Regions from separate parts of the Macaca fascicularis genome. Here region 1 is linked to region 2. The links are chromatin contacts, called in public Hi-C maps. All regions are on one chromosome and are shown on one strand. The core of a region is the stretch at or near the end of the contact, and the rest is flanking DNA. Distances in the headings are between cores, read along the strand shown. Region 1 holds the start of COMMD3 (COMM domain containing 3). Region 2 holds the start of DNAJC1 (DnaJ heat shock protein family (Hsp40) member C1).

Region 1 (6,943 bases), core at 2,987-5,486, 300 kb after region 2:
ATTTGCAAAGTTTAACAAAATTATGGTTTTCTAGGCCAAGGTGGGTGGATTACTTGAGGTTAGGAGTTTGAGACCAGCCTGGCCAACATGGCAAAATCCTGTTTCTACTGAAAATACAAAAATTAGCTGGGTGTGGTTGCATACACCTGAAATCCCAGCTACTTGAGAGGCTGAGGCATGAGAATTACTTGAACCCAGGAGACAAAGGTTCCGTGAGCTGAGATTATGCCATTGCACTCCAGCCGGGGTGATAGAGTAAGACTCTGTCTCCAAAAAAAAAAAAAAAAAAAAAAAGAAAAGAAAAAATTTCAGGAAATGTTGTGAGATCTTATATAATAAACTCAATTTCTTAGTAGCATGATAATTTGACCTTTTAAAACTTAGATTTAAAATATTTAATTTTTCTTATATTTTGAAGTTTTATGTTTTATATTTCCCAGATACAACTTATGAAAATGAAATAGTTAAAATGGTACCAGCCGGACACTGTGGCTCACGCCTGTAATACCAGCACTTTGGGAGGCAGAGGCGGGCAGATCACCTGAGGTCAGGAGTTCAAGAGCAGCCTGGCCAACATGGCAAAACCCTGTCTCTACTAAAATAAATAAAAAAAATAAATAAAATAAAATGGTACTAAATGATGACAATATTAAATAGAAATTATACTATTTACTACTTAATATAAATGTATTCAAAAAAGTTTTAGGGGAAAAATACAAAACACTTGTGCAAAACCATAAGCATACGTTAGCTAACTGTTTTAGGGAACATTGTATCATTAATTTTAATCCCTGTGGTTCCAGTTTATTTAATGTACTTAGTATTTCATTTCCCTCACACATTTTAAAATCCACATATGCAAATTAAGCTATACAATGTGAGAAAAGGTTATATTTGTCCCTATAAATTATTGCAGCAATGACCATTTAGAAATAATTAGGGATTGGATTACATGTTTAAATTGAAAATAAAAGCTTTGCTGTTCCCTCTGAATACTCAATTTGGTGTTTGACAGTGTGATACAAAATGCAGTTTGAGACCACTCAACTCTGTGATCATGAATGTGCAAAAACTTGACCATTCAAATTCCAAGTCACAATCTGTGCCTTGCCAAGTTATTTAATAAAAGAATGTAGATAGGTTTTATAAATTTCACTGAAACAGTTTTTGACTTATACTCTCAAGTGTCATATATAACTCAGTTAAATACTCCTTCCAACTGTCCATTTGTGGTTAAAATAGCTTTAAAACAGTAAAGCCTATATCATTAACAAATATCTCAAAGTTTAAAGTAACCATCAAAGCACTGGTGTTAGGGAACACAGAGAGAATGGTTTCTTATTTATAGGTAGTTTTAAAAGTGTTTTAAACTTTTTTCTCTGTAGCATATGAGTAGGCTACAGAGAATAAAACAGATAAAACAGATCTCCACTAGAATATATAATAAATATATAAGCCAGTTAAAACTAGTCTTTGTCTCAATGGCACTTAAACTTATTAAAATTTTTTTTCTCCCCATGGAGTTCCATGAACTCTTCAATCTAAAGGAGTATCTTCCTTCAGCGTTCTTTGCACAAGAGCAAAAGTACTTATACAATCTAAAAAAGAAAATATTTAAATTCATAACACTAACAAATGCAGCAATGAGGCCTGTGGGAAAAGCTGACCACATAGATCCTGCAAAAGCCCTAGCTTATTTAATTGTAATCACAATAAAGGGGCCAATATTAAGTTTGTTTCTAAAAAAAATTAACCAGTTCAAAGGATACAATGTACTTGAAACTTTAAAACATTGTTTAAAAGGGTAACTTCTAGTTCTTCAAATGATTTCTAGATTCTCAAAAAGAAAAATAAATTTATCAGCATTGTCTACCTAATATTTGCAGTTTAGAAGGCAAGATATATTATTCATGTGAAGATGGCTACATCTGTATTTTCTTATTTTCAGTTGCACATAATTGTTCTTTTAAAGAACTTTTTGGGGCCAAAGTTAGTTTACTGGCTTTGAGCCTGCAGTTTAGTCAAAGTTCCAATGCTGTTTTCAGTGAGTAAAGCAAAATTTTAAACAGTATTTTTCATACTTTCAGAATATATTCATATGTAGTTTTTCTAATATAAAACGCATTGATTTTTATGGCTGCAACCAAGAGAGTCTACATCTGGGTAGTCATGCCTTTTGATAATCATACTTCCATGTATTTCAATGGCTTGTCAAAGACACACATGTTTGAAACACTCAATCCTGTGCCTCCTTCAAAGGAAGTTTAAATAAATATAACTGTAGTAGGAAAATTCAGTTTTTCTAGCATTAGAACACACTATGGTGAAAATTTTTGTGCGAGCTTAAAATGTGCCCATCATTTAGGCCTAACACATGAATATACTTAGGCCTAAGAGGACAAAACATCCTAAGAGAAAGTACTCATACATGGGCAACAGAGTAACATGACAGCTATTATGGAAACAATACTTGTGAATTTCCTAACTTTTATGCCCACAAATTCACAACCACTTGTGTTTATTTTTCTCTTTTAAAATAATATTTTAAAATCTATCCCCATGATTAATACTGTTTTTTGACACTAAAATTGAGTATTAAGAGTTATCAACTCAAATCTATTAGTATTAATAATCAGTGTTACACTAGGTCATAAATACATGTGTAATAAACGTAATAAGCTTGGATGTTAATATTGTTGAACATTTACACAACTCTGTCCTATTTATTCTCTATGTAATCAGATATCATGAAGTTTTTCAACTGACATTTTATTACTGATGAGAAACAAATTAGGAAGAAGATGAGTGATGGGAAGAAAAGATGAACATGATTAATAGGTGTTTGTTTCATAAAGACTCTAGGGAGACTTTTAAATCCTTCACTGCTACTATATTCTCACCGAGTGAACAGCCACTGCACGTGCCTTTTAAAGCTTTCAAAGGAGGGCTGAGTAGAGTTACTCAATTTGTTACTGATGCTGTTACTCCATTTGCATCCTGTTGTGAAATGAGGTACTCTTTATGTATTGGTGCCAAGATAAATGGCGACTATATCCATCAAAAAATTTTTAAAATAGACATCTAAGTTAGAAAAATAAAAGAATATTTCACTTTGGGTCTAATGTAGCAAATAATCGCTCCTGAAGACTAAAACATCTTTGTTGTTCCGCATCCCTTCCCTCCACCCTTCAAGAACTTGTATTTTTTAACTTTTCAAGTTCTCTTGATTAAAAATGCCTAACTACTTTGCTTCACGGGTTTTTTAAAGAATCATTCTTGTTCTCTAAACCAACTTCGTAGAAATAGAGAGGAAGTTAAACTTTATACAGTATTCGAATCTTTAAAGGTATGAGCATCCTAAACAGTAATTCACTTCTAATAAAGATCTTGCCATTCCTAACTGTACTTTACTAAGGTAGCTGTTTAATAAAAACATATTTATGCAGATTCTATACAGCAACTAAAACTGGACCCACAGATGTAGTGAGTAGAGTAGCACAAAATGTGTATGGCAGTTGGCATTTATTTGCAGCGGCATATAAAATTGTTAATAATCCTGTCAAATCTGTTCATAATCCGATTGCTGGAGTGTAGTGCATACAGGAACTCTATGTATGTGTGCATGTGTACACACCCCCCATGCACGAAGGACTCTACTGCCGTATTCCAGAAATGACAAAGAAAAAGTAAAAATAAGCAAGAATCACATAATTAGATGTCTTACAGTCTCATAAAAGGGCAGTGCTGCGAGGTTAAGCTGGTGAGCTAAAAAACAAACAAAACAAACAAAAACCCACAAAAACAAACAAAATCCAGTTGCCTGAGATCGGAGCTCCCCGCAGGATTCGCGCAGAGCGAGGAGCGGGGAGGGCGCAGTTTGCGGGAGGCGGGGGCCGGGATCCCGACACCGTCCGCCGTCTCCCCGGGATCTCTCAGGGAACCGAGCTGGTGACCGTCCGAGGTAAGCGCTGAGCCAAGGAGAAAGCGCCCAGCGCGTCCACAAAGCGCCCGAGGCCGCCCTTCTCGCCAAGGCTCGGCAGATCCCGCGGCCTGCGCTGGACAAGGAAAGGCTGGACCGAAACGGTGGGAGGCGGCAGGCGGCTGCTGGGGGCGCGGGACTTGCGCGCGGACGCGGAGGCGGGCGGGGACGCCCCGCAGCCCGCGCCGCCGCCAGCCGCCCCGAGCCGCGTGCGCGCGCGGCCGCATCAGCTGAGCGCGCGGCGCGTGTCACGTGGTGTGCGTGTCGAAGGTCACGGCGCGCTCACAATGGAGCTCTCCGAGTCTGTGCAGAAAGGCTTCCAGATGCTGGCGGATCCCGGCTCCTTCGACTCCAACGCCTTCACGCTTCTCCTCCGGGCGGCTTTCCAGAGCCTGCTGGACGCCCAGGCGGACGAGGCCGTGTTAGGTAAGCCGCTCGGCTCGGCTCGGAGCTGGATCCGCCGGGGTGGAGGGGCGCTCGAAGAAGAGGAGCCGGCGGAGCGAGAAGGGGAAAGCCCCGGGAAGAGGAAGTCTCCGGGCTTTGCCCTTCGCTCCGGACGGAGTGTTGGGGACGTGGCTCTGCTAGGACTCGGAGCAGACCCTGAGCATTGTTTTGGCCCCGCTTGGCACCTGCATAGAGCCAGCTCCACGTTCCTGGCCCGGTTTCCCTCCCAGTCTCTTTGTTCTTTTGTAAAGCCCGTGTTCAAATCTTGTTTGTGGCCTAAACATCTAAGGTGTTTAGCCTTGTCTGAGGCTGCGGCTGTTTTGACAGTTGGACTTCATCTGGGGAGCTCCCTGCAATTCAAGCTTCCAGGGCTAGGCTAGCAAAGGTTTTAAAGGGTCTGTTTCCAAAGTAATTACTAGGTCAGATAGTGTTGACATTTGCCAACTTAGAGCATACCTCAAGTTGCTGTGATCACTCCAGCGCTCTAGTTCAGCATGTTTTACTCAGGTTCTACACCTAGAACCTTAAACTATGATGCACAATACTTTGTTCCGCCCCAGTTACCAGGATGCGAGTGTCTTTTAAGCGATCTGGTCAGTGACTGCGGAGGTGCAGTGTCAGTCTGGATTGAAGACATATTTTAAGACAGATCGCTTTTAGATGATTTTCTTAAATATAAATATCCCAACAATTCAAATTTTTGTTTTTTTTCTGTAGTTTCATGAACTAAACACTTGTACAAAAAGTATGAAAGTGGAAGTTCTTTAAACGAAAATAGTAACCACCACCTGGGTTAATCTCAAAAAAAAAAAAAAAAAAAAAAAAGGATAACTGTCAAACCCTGAAAGTACTACTATAATTTTGAAATTTGTATTTTATATTCTGAACTCATGCCTTACCTTCTACCCCCTTGATGTGTTGTTCATGGAGCCAGTTACCCTAAGCTCGTCATTTTTAGGACGGAAGTTTATTCTAAAATTGACACCACGTAAAATATTTATCTTGTTTTTCCTTTGAATTTACCCCAGTGTTAGAATGACCATTGCATTGTAATATTTTCTTTGGGGGCTATAATATTTTTAATAGTAAAAATATTAAGGCAAAGTAAGTTAATTGAAACCAGTAATAGTAGAGTTCTTGATGTGTTTTTTTTATTGTTTTTCACTTGACCTTGTTGCTCATCTCATTTACTTATAATTATGACTGTCCTTATAGTTGAATTTTTTTTATCTTGTTAAAGGGTTTTTAAACCCAAATTAAAATATTCTTTTTAGGAACATGACTATAAAGAATTTATTATCATAGGCATCACTGGAAGTTAATTTATTTTAGATCATCCAGACTTGAAACATATCGACCCAGTGGTTTTAAAACATTGTCATGCAGCAGCTGCAACTTACATACTAGAGGCAGGAAAGCACCGAGCTGACAAGTCAACTCTAAGGTACAGGATTTATTTAAATATCCATTTATTTTCAAATGCTACCTTTATGATTTCAATTTCAGTTTTAAAAATGGAGACAGAACTTTGGCTTTTTTCTTTTCTTCTAGCACTTATCTAGAAGACTGTAAATTTGACAGAGAGCGAATAGAACTGTTTTGCACGGAATATCAGGTTACTTTAAAATTTTTAATTAACAGTGACTATTTTTCTTTTACTCTATTTGTAAAGATCTGTTTTTTTTCTCTCTTTCTTTTTCCTCTCCAGAATAATAAGAATTCCCTAGAAATCCTACTGGGAAGGTAGGTACTGTGTAAGGTGTCAAGCTGAGGCACTTTTCACTTGCAGGTATGAATGGAGAGTGTTGGTGTGAAACAAGATCTTCGGGATCTTGACCCAAAGAAAAAGAGCCAAAGGGCACGTCAAACAATTGAAGTTAAGCTAATGTTTTTAAAGATAAAGTTTATTGAGATGATTTTCAAATGCTTTTTTACCATTCAGAATTTAAAAGTAAAGTTTAACAATGGTTTAAATTGAGAATGGATTAAAATGGAGTTGGGGGTGGAAAGTAGAGCCATTCTTAGTAAATAACTGAAAAGTTCTTCTGTAGAGACTATGTACAAAATTATCATTGCATCTTTCAGCATAGGTAGATCTCTCCCTCATATAACGGATGTTTCTTGGCGCTTGGAATATCAGATAAAGGTAAAGTTTAACCAACTTCTCTAGGGCGGATCAGGGAACTTCTTAAAACACAGAGTTAAAGGCTGTTACGTGTTTGTTGTGTTATTTTAGACCAATCAACTTCATAAGATGCACAGACCTGCATATTTGGTGACCTTAAGTATACAGGTATTTATAGATAAGTCTTACCCAATAATGAAATGTGTAATGAAATTTACAATTTCATTGATTTAAATAAACAGCGTTTTTTGTTGCGTGTTTTTTTTCCCTGCCCTAGAACACTGATTCCCCATCCTACCCAGAGATTAGTTTTAGTTGCAGCATGGAACAATTACAGGTACAGTATTAGGATCTATAAATATGCCTGTCTTTTTATAAATGTTTACTTGAGAGTT
Region 2 (6,248 bases), core at 1,634-4,133:
CCAGCCTTAATCTTGGATTTTCTAGCCTCCAGAATTGTGAGAAATCAAGTTCTGCTGTTGAAAAGCTGTCCAGTTTATGGCATTTTGCTATGACAGCCCAAATGGCCTACAACACAATTACCCACATGGCTTACTCCCTAACTTCTCTCAGAGGCCTTCTCTGACCATATAACATTTATATTTATTTACTTGGTTGTTTACTGTCTGTTTCTCCCTACTGAACTATAAGGTTAGGGGTTTTGTTTTATATAAAGGCCAACTCCCAATGCTTAAAATCCAATAGGCACCAAATACATCTCTGTTGCTTGAACAAGAAGAAGAGATTAGTGCATAGAGCCAGGTCACCACTTTCAGTAGCCTACCTACTTTGTTCTGGTCCCTCATGTTTGGCTAGTCACCAAATGGTTCTGGCTTGAAAATTACACATGAAAGACCTTGGACAGGTTGCGTTTGTTTCCACCAAATTTCTGGTCCCTGAAAGTCATCTAACAAAGTTAAGATTCAATGTAAAGAAAAAAACTTGTTCCATTCAGTTTCTCTGCTTGGACAGAAAAAAATTCCTCCTGCATTCTTTCCAATTTCAATACAGCTGTATAGAGAAACACAGGTTAAAAACAATAAAATAATCTTCTTTTCAGATTCTACCTTGACAAAGAATCTTCTTGATTATCCATGCTTCTTTATTTTCTCATCTTTGCCCAGAAAGTCAAGTGCTCTGGATGTTCACACTGCCTAACTAACTATGCAAATCAAGTTACATGAAATTATAAACGAAAATTCTATGAGAGTTCACATGCAAAGCTAGATTACATAATCTACATTTTAAACTGCTATTAAATTTCTGCTCTCTTAAAGGCACTTAATTTTTCATGAATAACTGGATCTTCAAGATTTTTGGATGGGTTACGTTTAAGATTCTCTTTACCTAAAGAATGTAATCAACGATGATAAATTCTAATTATTCCCAGTATTAAAGAAATTCTTAAAAGTCATCAAAATTAGTATTTCATTAATTATTTTTACACATACTCCATCATCATTTGCTTTGAAAATGAGATATATAGTGTCTCTATGAGGAGGGACGGGCACCAGGTAACAGATCACAAATACAGTTATTACAAAGTTGCTTGCACATATGAATCTGAAGTGTGACATGCCTATACTTTATAACTCTTACAAAAATAAAAAACTGTTAGACTCATGGTACCCTGGCAGCCTAGTAAGTTTATATTCAGTGATGGAATGAAAATGCAATGTTTGAAAATTAAAATTCAGTAAATGTTGAATAGTTCACCCACATTTATGATAACCTATGGGGGAGGGGGATGTGCATTTCATATCTAGTTATGTGAAGTGTGCCTTGAATGACAACTATTGTAAACATTAATTTTTTACTCCCATAACTATTCAAAGCATTGTACGAAGGGCTCAATCAGATAAGTGTGAAATATACATTTTTCACCCTGTAAGCCTGAAATCAGCGAAATGTTATCTTCTCCTTTGCGCGAGACTTCAGGTAGAGACTGGATATCTACCCTCACTCAACCACCCTCAATGGTAGAACTAAAAAGCAACAGAAGGGTTTTAGAAGTTAATGTCTCAAGCTAAAAAAGAAAACAAAATGAAACAAAAGGAAAAGGGGGAAAAAAAAAACCATTCCTACATTACTGGTTGGGGGCTTCTCTTCCAATCGCACTCCAAGTCCTCTGCTGCCCAAAAAACTTAACACCTCCAACCTGGTAGAGGCTTCAAATTCCTCCAGATTTCTAAACTGCGAAAGAAACATCTATCTAACAGGCTAAAAACGATGTCCAAGTACGAGGTAAGAAAAACTTCTGCAACACAGACACTGGTCACAGTGCATTCCTACTTTCCCAGAAGGGAAGAGGAGGGGAGGCAGCTGAAATAAGAATAAGAATGAGGGTAAGTCTCGGTGGAAGATGACAGTTTAGAGAAGCGGCTGCTCTTTCTCACATTCAGGGGGACAGGAAGGCAAACGGTAGGTGTTAAATTAAAAACAAAAAAAGTCTACCCACACCACTCTTCCTTCTTCCTCCAGCACAGCTGGAGGGGGAAGGCTCTTCCCCAGAACGCCGGACCAGAGAGATGGCATTGCCACCCCAGGCAAGTGGCGTCGTCCAGCCCGTCACTGGGGCTGGGACTAGAAAAGTTGAAGCAGGAGTAAGGATCTGGGGAAGACGGACACGTCCTTCCGAGGCTGAGGACCCCGGTGGCCCGGGCTGAGGGCAGCCAGAGCCCGGGGTGACCGAGCCCTGCCCTCCGTGTCCGACTCTCTGAGGAACCGGGGTCGCCTGCCGCCTGCCCCGGCCCCTCTCCGCCCGGCCCCGCGCGCCTCCTTGCTTACCTGCTGCACTCCGAGGAACTGGTAGAAGTTGAGCTGCACCTCCTCCACCAAGTCAAACAACTCCAGGTCTCCGCTCTCCCAGCCGCGCGCCGGCGCCACGGCGGCCAGCAGCAGCAGCAGCAGCAGCGGCCACAGCAGCGGCGTCCGCGGCTGCGGCGGCGGGAAAGGCATTAGCCCGAGCTGGCGGCGCCCAGGAAGCTGTGCCGGCCAGGAGCACAGAGCCGTCATCGCACTGGGCTCGGAAAGGTCACCCGCCGCGCACCTCCGTTGGCCGAGAGCTGGGACGTGGCGGGCGGCACTGGCTGTGGGAAACAGTGCCCGTCAGTGAAAAGCGCGGGCAGGCGCACCGGAACGGCCCGCCAGGCGGCTGGTCCCAGACTGAGCGCGGTGGTGGCGGGAGCCCGCGGCCGGACCAGCGGCTGGGCGGGCGGGCGGCGCCGCAGTCGGCGCTACGTTCCGCGGACCCTGGCCCCCAGGCCTACACACAGCTGGAGAGCCAGCGCCCGGCGCCTGGGCTGCACAGGGGGAGAGGCTTCCCTTTGCCTCAGCCTATCCCAGGCCTCGCTTCCGGTGACATCACGTCTCCTAGCAACCGCGGGGAAGGGGGCGTGGCCGGAAGCCTGGACGCCTGGCGCCCCGATCTGGGCCTAGGTGAAATGCCTTTCAATCGGTTGGGCGTGTCGAGGAGCTGAATCTACGCCAAAACGGGCTGAGAGACAGGGAAGGTTATAGCCATCACGTGTCTACCTGGAACGCCCCTCGTGGACTTCCCCCGAAATAGCTACTGTCTTCCCCTCCCCCAGCTATCGAACACTAAAAGCATATTTGAAGCCTGATTAATTGATTATGGCTTCCGTGCATTTAATTAGTCCTTCAGCAAAGAAGACAGGACAAGTTGAACCAGGTTCTAAAAGGGGCAAATCTAGTAAGTAGAGACAGGTAGAGCAGAAAAGGAATTCAAACCAAAACAATTATGAATTAAGATTTACAGGTATAATACCACAAAATGGCCTGGTAGAATTAATAGTTAATAATGGTGACTCAATCATAGTTGGAGGAGGAATGGAGTTTATCCATCTTAGCCCACCTCCAGTTGGGGTTCTTTTGAAAATAGACCTCAGTTGAGATGTTTCCGTTTTAAAAGACAGGCTAAAAACCTTCTCTCTCTTCCGTAACAATGCCTCACTTCCTAGTCTTGCATTGCTTCTGTTCAATCTCTTTTCAAGTTATTTTCTCCACCACGATTCTCTTGTGTGAACTTTATTTTCCTTTTGGCTTTCTCACATTTCTCTTCCCTGAACTCTCCACTCTTGTTGAGGAAGAAGGGAGCAAAAAATGCTACTAAAACTCAGAAAGTTAGCTCAATTTTGAAAGTTTGACCTCATGCTCTTTCCATCTTGGATCTAGTTAGTTAAATCAAGCTCCATAGCGTAATGATAAAGCTACTTCCCTCTCATAGTCAGAATATACTATGTTGGATAAAGGTTAGAAAAACACTAGGAAGCAAATCTTACTGAGAAAATCCTAGTATGGAGTGTTAAAAATATTTTTAAATAAAATCAATAAATGCAAATCTTGGTATGGAGTTTTAGAAATATTTTTGAATGAATTCATAAATGAATGCAAGTATATCTTGCTTAAAAATAATAGGTATGCTTGAATTACTCACATTTTAATCTATCATGAGGGCTGCTATAACAAAATACTTTAGACTGGGTGACTTAAACAACAGATACTTATTTCTCACAGTTTTGGAGGTTGAGAAGTCCAGGGTCAGGGTGCCAGCATGGTTGGGTGCTGATGAAGCCTTCTTCCTGGTTTGCAGATGGCTGTCTTCTTGGGGTATCCTCAGGTGGCCAGGGAAGAAGGGGTGATGGATGGATGGATAGATAAATAAGAGTTCTCCGCCAGGCCTGGTGGCTCACACCTGTAATCCCAGAACTTTGAGAGGCCGAGGCAGGCGGATCACTTGAGGCCAGGAGTTTGAGACCAGCCTTATCAATATGATGAAACCCCATCTCTACTAAAAATACAAAAAGTACCCGGGGGTAGCTCACGCCTGTAGTCCCAGCTACTCGGGAGGCTGAGGCAGGAGAATCGCTTGAAACCGGGAGGCAGATGTTGCAGTGAGTAGGGATCTCACACCACTGCACTCTAGCCTCAGTGACAGAGTGAGACTCTGTCTCAAAAAAAAAAAAAAATTCTCATGTCTCTTCTTATAAGTGCACTAATCTCATTATGGGGGCTTCAGCTCCATAAGCTCATCTAAACCTAATTATCTCCCAAAGGCTCAGCCTCCAAATATCATCACACTGGCGATTAGAACTTCAACACATGAATTTTGGAAGGATCAAAACATTAAGTCCACAGCAAGCAGCATTGCCTTTTCTGGGTATTCCCCAGTGCTTAGCACAGTGCATAGCACATGAGAGCACTTAATTAGTTGAATTGAATCCTGTGACTACCTCCCTACCACCATTCCCCCTACCACAGATTTTTAGTTTATTTATTTAGAGACGGAGTTTCACTCTTGTTGCCCAGGCAATGACGCCATCTCGGCTCACTGCAATCTCTGCCTCCCACGTTCAAGGGATTCTCCTGCCTCAGCCTCCCGAGTAGCTGGGATTACAGACTCCTGCCACCATGCCTGGCTAATTGTTTGTATTTTTAGTAGAGATAGGATTTTACCATGTTGGCCAGACTAGTCTCAAACTCCTGACCTCACATGATGTGATCCACCTGCCTCGGCCTCCCAAAGTGCTGGGATTACAGGCATGAGCCACCACCCCCAGCCAAGTTTATTTTTGGTTATATCAGTTTTCTTAAAGTGAATGTCATCTTTACCAAGTCCCTAAATTAGGTTACTGTTTATTCAATGAGTAAAACATCAAAGTAAGATGAAATTAATTATCTTAAGCATTACTTTTACATATTATTGTAACATTCATCTTTTCTCCTAATTTGATCATTAGATTAAGTGCAATAAAACATTTGAAACTGGTGCCATGTTGCCACAAATCTAGGATTCTTACCCTGATCTTTTAGCAGGCCGTCTAGTATTTCCCTCTTGAGTTTTACCTTTATGTTGTCTGAGAACCTCGGAGACTTACTGCATCTAAAGAGAGCCCATCCTCTTTCCAAGGCCAAGCTGAAACAGAATTGGAGTCTATTAATAATACTTCTCATGGACATAAGGTATTACTGCCCAGCTCCAATGACACTTGTCCACCCTGAGATGATCTTCTTGCTTCTTTCTAAGGCCAAGCTGAAACAGAATTGGAGTCTATTAATAATACTTCTCATGGACATAAGGCATTACTGCCCAGCTCCAATGACACTTGTCCACCCTGAGATGATCTTCTTGCTTGTCCAGGTTCCTGCAAAGACCACAGTGATATTCATATTTAGACTTCTAGCCTGGCCTCTTTACCTATTCAGTCATTGTCCCAAAAATTACAGTGCAATTAAATAAATCTTTTGCTGAGGTCTGAACTAAGTGAGTGACAATATCCACTGTTTTCTTCCCTGGTGACATGTACTAATTCTGAGCATAGACTCATCCAGCTTGGCCTGGGCAGAGTGAGTTTACACAGAAAAAGAGAAACAAGTGAGATGTTTAACCATTATGTGAGTTGTGTAATGGATTGGAAATATAGAGGAGCCCCAAACATACAGCCAGTTTTCCCACAGGACATTTGCTGAGTTCTGGGGTGGTGCAGGAGGCTAAGCAGCTGAGCGTGATAGGCAGAGTAAAATTATCCCATGTTCTAGGGCATAGAAAGCTAATTCTGCTTAGAAGGAGCCTGCCTCAAATACACAAGCACTCTCCTGCTTCAAGACATTTACACTATTTTTGAAGTTGTATGAGAAGGAGGCTAAAGAT

Evidence for each region. Hi-C and Micro-C count contacts between places; a contact is called where the count stands out from the background.
Region 1: a contact with region 2 is called in a Hi-C map of skeletal muscle, with 4 times the contacts expected there. The contact joins the promoter of COMMD3 here to the promoter of DNAJC1 in region 2. A contact is called at or near these places in 2 of 2 Hi-C or Micro-C datasets (liver and skeletal muscle).

What each region holds. Positions count from the first base shown.
Region 1 is chr9:23,109,384-23,116,326 of T2T-MFA8v1.1, forward strand. COMMD3 (COMM domain containing 3) reads left to right here and starts at 4,237. Exons shown (of 8, transcript XM_005564786.4): 1 at 4,237-4,405; 2 at 5,756-5,867; 3 at 5,975-6,038; 4 at 6,132-6,166; 5 at 6,509-6,569; 6 at 6,660-6,716; 7 at 6,826-6,885. The coding sequence starts at 4,267.
Region 2 is chr9:22,808,229-22,814,476 of T2T-MFA8v1.1, forward strand. DNAJC1 (DnaJ heat shock protein family (Hsp40) member C1) reads right to left here and starts at 2,884. Exons shown (of 13, transcript XM_074001183.1): 1 at 2,366-2,884.